Linked DNA regions of Hordeum vulgare: region 2 is linked to region 1. The links are chromatin contacts, called in public Hi-C maps. All regions are on one chromosome and are shown on one strand. Each heading gives the region's core, a stretch centred on a gene start, on an enhancer-like site or on the middle of the called end of the contact. The rest is flanking DNA. Distances are from core to core; before and after follow the strand shown.

Region 1 (3,369 bases), core at 777-3,276:
AACTCTAGGGACACGCGGCACGACCCCCGACGACGGGCATGGAGACCGACCACCCTAGGAGTGGCGCGAAGCGGAAGCAGTGATGTCGGATAGGGTTGGATCGGTTAGGCTGATACCATGTTAGAACAGAATAGAGGGATTGGTGGAATTGATGATTGTATTGCTTGAGCTTTGTGGGTGTATATATAGACTACATGACCATCTTGGACTACAACAACGCGGGAACAGATCCTAGTCTATACTATACTTCCTAATAATCATAATACTCAACATCCCCCACAATCACAACTTTGGCGACGCATATGATGAGACTGGAGAATAATCTAAAGGTAAGACTATGGACATCCCCCCATAATTATAACGGTCGATGTTCCACGGAAGTCGTGGTTGGAGTGAAAATCGACGAGGTTGTTCAAGCAAGGCGGTAGCCCTTTGTGTCTATGTCGAGATAGCCTAGAGCGTAGAGTGGTGTAGTCGTGATCGAGGTAGCCGTACGGAAAAACGTGGTCGATGTCGAGTCTGGGTGGGCGATGTAGAGAGACTTAGTTACATGAAGTGCTTCATGCAACTTTTGATTAAAATGGAATTGTTCATAACCAACACCAATTTTCCTCACTTGACTAGGATATAGTTCGTCCACCTATAGCCTATTGTAAAAACGCATATCCTATTGTCTCCGCATAATTTATCTTAAAGTATTCACACTGCACATAAAATGCCGACCCCATGTGTTAGAATCATGGCTTTGTCCCTAGTGGAGGGTATAATTATAAGTAGGTGTTTGTTCACATAAGAATAGTACCTTAGCTCTAGTCCATCTACATAACGTTATCAAGACAATGAATATGAAGTCAATGAATCATGATGAAAGTGTGTCTTTAAGAACATTTTAATCACTATAAGAAGTATTACCAGCTTGTTCATCAATATGAGGTAAAATAATATTTAACGCCTACTGCATCAAATTGATCAAATTTCGCACACACGATCCCTCAAACGCGAGAATTGGACCGGTCCACTCCACCATAGCAATCTAGCAGGTTTTGGGAACCTTCCCTGAACCGGTTTCTTTTGTACCGGTTTAGTTATTTTATTTAGTGTGTTTTCTTTTTCATTTTTTGGTTTCTTTCTTCTTGATTTTTTAATAATTTTGTTCTTTTTGTTTTTTGTCTCTTTTTCAAGTTCGTATTTTTCATGTTTGCTTTTTCTAAAAAAATCGCAAATTTCAAAGATGTTTAACATACTCAAACATTTTATTTAATGTGTATTTTTCAAAAACATAAAATTTTCTTCATGTTTTAAAAAATGTTCATTTTCCAAAAGTTCAAATTTTTGAAATTTATTCATGGTTTCCAAAAAGTTTGAAGTTTCGAAATTTTTATTATTTTTTCCAAATATTGTGTAGATTTTAAAAAATTTACATGTTTGCAAAAATGTTCACAGCTTCAATATTTATTCATGCAATCAAAAAATTTGGTAATGTTTTTTGTTCTCATCTTTCAAAATTTGTTCACATGTTCAGAAAATGTTCGAAATTTCCAAAATTGTTCATATTTTCCGGAGTATTTGGAATTTTGAATTTTGTTCACATTTTTTAAATGGCAAAGTATAAAAAAAATCATGTTTCTCGAAAATTCTTTGCAATTTTAAAATATGTTTGTGTTTTTTGAAGGTTCAGAGTTTCAAAAAAATCATGATTTTTTTTCTCATTTTCAAAAATTTGAAAATGTGTTCCAATTTTCCAGATTGCTCATGTTTTCAACTTTTTGCTCACGGCGTTGAAAAATGTTCGCGTTTCAAAAAGTATTCAGTTGTTTCACAAAAAAACTCGTTTGATATTTGAGAAATCTTTGAAATCTATGGATATCCCTAGTTTCTAAAGTGCCGCGCTACTCATTGATAAAGGATGCTTGCTTGGTGCATTGGTATGCTGCTGCGTGTTAGGTTTTGTGTTCGACTAACAGCAAGAGCACTAAATTTTGGAATTTTGCAAACTGCGGTCCTGCTGTTGGGCCGGCCCAGGTGCCTTTTTGAGTGTGCGTCCAGCTCTGGTATTTGGTGCATAATGTGGTAGATAGGAGCTCCCAGGAGGTCTCGTGCTCGCATGCACATTTGAGTTTTCTAGGCTTTTTGCTACCGTCGCTTGCGGTCTCACAACAAAAGACGAACCATATTTTGCTTATTTTATTTTCATAAAAAATGAAACTGAAAAAGTTTGTGGATTTAAAATAAAGTTCATGGATTTAAAATGTTCATTAATAACGGATGCTTGCTTGGTGCATTCGTATGCCGCTGCGTGTGAGAGTGTAAGGTCTTGTGTTAAAAAATACAAAACGTATTTTTCTTATAGTTTTTCATAAAAAAATGTAGCTGAAAAGAGTTTGTAGATTTAAAGTAGCCCAGGGATTTAAAATGTTCATCAATATGCTTGCTTGCTGCATTGGTATGCCGCTGCATCTAAGAGTGTAAGGTCTTCAGGGCCGGCCCTGGGGGTCCGCGGGGGCGGCCGCACGGGGCCCAAAATTTTTGAGGGCCCCCTGCATATATACGTATACTAACTTACTAATAAGTATTATAATTAATATAGAAAAAAAATTAGAAACCAAGCCTATTCTATGGCCAAGAGACAAGACAAATCATAAATGGGCTGGAGCGGAGCTCTTATCACCACGACAGGATGGATTGATCGTGCGTTCTCTGGCTCTCTCGACTCTCGTCTCCCTGCACGGCGAAGGCGATCGAGATCCCTCATCCCTATTTCCTAGCGACGCGCCGACAGGGCCGGCCCGAGGGGGGGGGTCCGCGGGGCGGCCGGACGGGCCCAAATTTTTTGAGGGCCCCCTGCATATATACGTATACTAACTTACTAATAAGTATTATAATTAATATAGAAAAAAATAGAAACCAGGCCTATTCTGTGGCCCAAGAGACAAGACAAATCACAAAATGGGCTGGAGCGGAGCTCTTATCACCACGACAGGATGGATTGATCGTGCGTTCTCTGGCTCTCTCGACTCTCGTCTCCCTGCACGGCGGCGGCGATCGAGATCCCTCATCCCTATTCCCTAGCGACGCACCGACGCACGAAGCCACGAACGCACAGCAGGAGATCCAGCGCTCCTCGACGGCAACTTCCCCCGTGGCGTTCGTCAGTCCCAAGCAGGGCCTGGTCAGTCCGTGGCGGTGGTGCGTCCCCAGGCCATGTGTGTCCCTTCTGCTGAGAGATACAAACAGGAAATAGCTAGACACTAGTTTGCAGGAGTTGCATCCAGATCTAGACCGGGAAATCAGAAAAGTTGCAGAACATTTTGAAGATGATATTTTTATTTTAGTGATTCGTCCCTGTGATTACTTCTAGTGATTCGTTTT
Region 2 (3,580 bases), core at 966-3,465, 220 kb after region 1:
TATAACTAGCTTGTACAATAGTTAGCTATAAAAGAGTACTACTTTTATCATATATGGCCCACCTTTCATTCTCACAAAGCACCTAGGAGCACGTGCTAGAGCTGGCTCTTCACGAAGAGTCCGCTTCCCTTCTCTCTCCTCTTCTCTCTCATCCAACTCAGCAAAAATATAGTATTTTAATCCTTACAGCCTGCTGACTGTACCTTATTGTACTTGCTCTAAGGTACGGTCAGCCGGCTGTAAGGATTAAAGTATTATATTTTTGCTGAGTTAGATGAGAGAGAAAAGGAGAGAGAAGGGAATCGGGTTGCAGATTAATCGGCTGTAACACAGGCTCCAAAAAACATTGTGAGAATGTAAGATGGGTTATGTATTAATAAAGTAGTACTTTTTAACAACTTGTTATTATACGTGTTAATTATTGGGTCGACTATATATGACATCACAACTCATAACCAGCAGTTGGCTATACTATTAATCATGTTTTTATTGGTATGTTACTGTATTTAAATTATCTAAACCAAAGATGATCACCAGACTTCATAACATGATAAGAATCAAGTAGAGGTATACGTCTTGATTTGATGTAGCCATCATTCACGGTACAGGATGGGGCCTAAGGCTACTGGTGCACGTGTAGTTTAAGAGTGCCAACGGGGTGCCAGGACTGGACAACCAACCAGCAGCTAGCAATCAAGTACGAAAGATCGATTTATGTTACCTGAGTGGAGCACATGAACAAGCTACATTGACCCTTCCAGGAAACCTTTTTGGCTCTACAGTAAGTAAGGATGCAGGTGCCGGCCGCGCTAGGCTCGATGAATTAGTTTGGACTTTGGAATACACCAACAGCTTCAAACTCTCCTAACGATTTAGATGCTGGAAAGCTAGAAGCGGGCAAAATCGGGCACCGCTTTGCATCCCTAACAGTAAGGGACTGTTTCCAACATAGGAATTTCACAGGAATCAGTTCATTTCCTGCAGGAACATAAAACAAAGTCAGTGTTTTAAACTTGCACTAGAAGAGCAGTTCCAAACTTTTGAAAGAGTCTCTGTGTATATCTGTGTTGTGGCTGCAGTGGAACTGATTGTCAGACTGTCAGTTGAGGAAATGGGAATAATCTGAATTTCTGAATAAGATCATCCCCAGAAAAAAGCGGAGCAAACTGATGAGGTGATGGGCACAGCATTTTAACCATTCATCAACACGTATGGCAATATGTTTTCTTATTTCGTTACTTCCTGCCATTTCAAATAACATCAAAAGTAATCGATCTTTGTGTGCCTGCATATATTTGTACTATGCACATATTCAGACTATGTATTGTGTCATCGGTTGACAGACATAAGTTGCCATCTCCTTCACGAAATTTGGGGGTGTGGGGGTGGAGGGGACCCTAAGGGGTATCCTCAGGAGCAAGCATACAATTATGCATTGAAGGTGAGGCATATAGTAGTGTAAGGATAATGTCATCATCAAGTATTTAATTGCTCTTTAATAGACAGGTGATGTGTGAACTAAGGGGAGATCTGAAGGCACACACAAGTGTCATGCATCAATCTAATTTGAATTCATAAACAATTGCCATTGACCGGAGGAAACTTCACTTTCCAGTTCTTTTAAATACTCCTTCCGTCCCAAAATAAGTGACTCAAAAGTGTCTCAACTTTATATTAAAGTTAGTATAAAGTTTAGTCACTTATATTGGGACGGAGGGAGTACTTTTTATCAGTTTTCCCATACAAAAATTATCAGTAAAATGGTTTGGTTTATTATGCCAACCAAAGAACTATCTCATATAACGCGTCAAAAAAAAGTATCTCATATAACTTTGTATACTTCTACGGAAACTAAGCTCTTGTTTGACAAGTCCCCAGCGCCTGCTATGCTAGAAAATCAAGGAATTTATGCAAATGCCACATAGCGCTGTTGCAACTTCTTACTACCATATTTAAAATCTGATGAGTCAATAATTAAAACTGAACCATTTAATCATGGGAAAGTGGAAACACTAATTAAAGTAACCTGCATGGTTATTCAACAAATTACAGTCACCTAATTCATTCAAGAAATTACCGTTCTGCTCCGACTAGTATTCGCTTTAGAATTCCAATTTCCAAATATCTCTTTCAGTGTACTAATCACCCATTAGTGCAATAGGTACTCGCTGGTCCAGATTTTGCCTTGGATTAAAGGTGACATATGGAGGAAACATAACACAGGGACATGACAGTAGATGACTTAATTAGGTGGTGCTAAAAGGATGCCTGTTGACAGACAGATGTAACAATGTCTGCCAGAGAGTTAAAACTAGTGAGTATCAACACTTGAATGCTTAAATAATACGTACTACCTCCGATCCATAAAAAGTGTCACAGTTTTGAACTAGCACCAGTTTAAAACTGACTGCGACACTTATTTTGGATCGGAGGGAGTATTACATATTTATTTAATCTGCAACTGAAGCACTAATTACTTGGAGAAAAATAAAGGATTTCCAGTGAGAGGAATAAAATACTTCATCTATTGAAAAGCAAGACTGGAACCAGCTGTGTAGACCATACGCAGCTGCTGATACAAAATTAAAGAGCCTGAGGTATACATTACTAGCAAGTGAACAACCAGCGCTAATGGCTCAAAAGGTGGTCACAAAAAGGACACCCCTAAACAGTGCTTTAACTTGTTCATATCTCAGTTCACATGAAAGTACTAGTGTACAATAGGATCAGCCTACAGAGTTAGCTGCTTACCTCCCAACCACTAACCAAATCAACACCACAAGGACCACCTCAGCCAGCCAACTCTTTTGTAGTTGAGGACTTGACCCAAAGGCACCACTGGCAATGCCCTCAGCCTTCAGTTGAGACTTACCACCTGTTACTTGCATCTTATTGTTGCAAGAATGTGATGGATACCATTCTCCAACAAATGTTTTCAAACTCAGAGGATTAGTCTATAAGTGTACAGGGAGCAACAAGTTGCAGCATATCAGTGCACACAGATATTTCTGACTGACAGAAAGGTAGCAAATTACAGGGTACAGTACTTGTACCAGTAACTGCTTCGAGTTGCTGGACGTCACATATATCTGTATGAATGATAGCATAGTGTAAAAGGAGATGCATAAATCGAAGATAACTGCAAAGCTTGCTAAAAAGAAAAAGGTCAAATTTTATCCCCTAAACTATTGTCTTGACTCACTCCCTCTTTTCAAATTTTATTTAGCCTCACTTGGCCAGGGAATTGGATGTACAACCCCACCACTTGGGCACCTGTCAACAAAACATGCCATTGAATTTGTATATAAAAATATTCACAACCAAAAACCATACCATTAAATTTGTATTTAAAACTAGTAACCGAGGGGGTCTAAATTCATTTAAAAAAATAGAATTTACAACCTGTGCCAAAAAGGTAACATATTTACTTTTGTTTCTACCACAACACAAATAATCAACAAAAATAGCCAAAATTTACATGTATATACTTCGCCTGGCAAAAAAGATGATAAAGGGCGGATTTATTGACACAATAAAGCATCAGAGGATACACAACGAGCGTTCATTTGGATTCTTTTAA

The links. Hi-C and Micro-C count contacts between places; a contact is called where the count stands out from the background.
Region 2: a contact with region 1 is called in a Hi-C map of leaf, with 6 times the contacts expected there. The contact joins two enhancer-like sites. A contact is called at or near these places in 3 of 6 Hi-C or Micro-C datasets (leaf and seedling).

What each region holds. Positions count from the first base shown.
Region 1 is chr4H:120,876,180-120,879,548 of MorexV3_pseudomolecules_assembly, forward strand. No RefSeq gene overlaps it. Among protein-coding and RNA genes, the nearest start is that of LOC123446230, 200 kb to the right of the region's middle. Within about 2 kb of position 2,027, at least 2 of the 3 cell types and tissues checked have open chromatin away from gene starts, as enhancers often do. A contact at or near this core is called in leaf, where this site is marked.
Region 2 is chr4H:121,097,841-121,101,420 of MorexV3_pseudomolecules_assembly, forward strand. No RefSeq gene overlaps it. Among protein-coding and RNA genes, the nearest start is that of LOC123446231, 14 kb to the right of the region's middle. Within about 2 kb of position 2,216, at least 1 of the 3 cell types and tissues checked has open chromatin away from gene starts, as enhancers often do. A contact at or near this core is called in leaf, where this site is marked.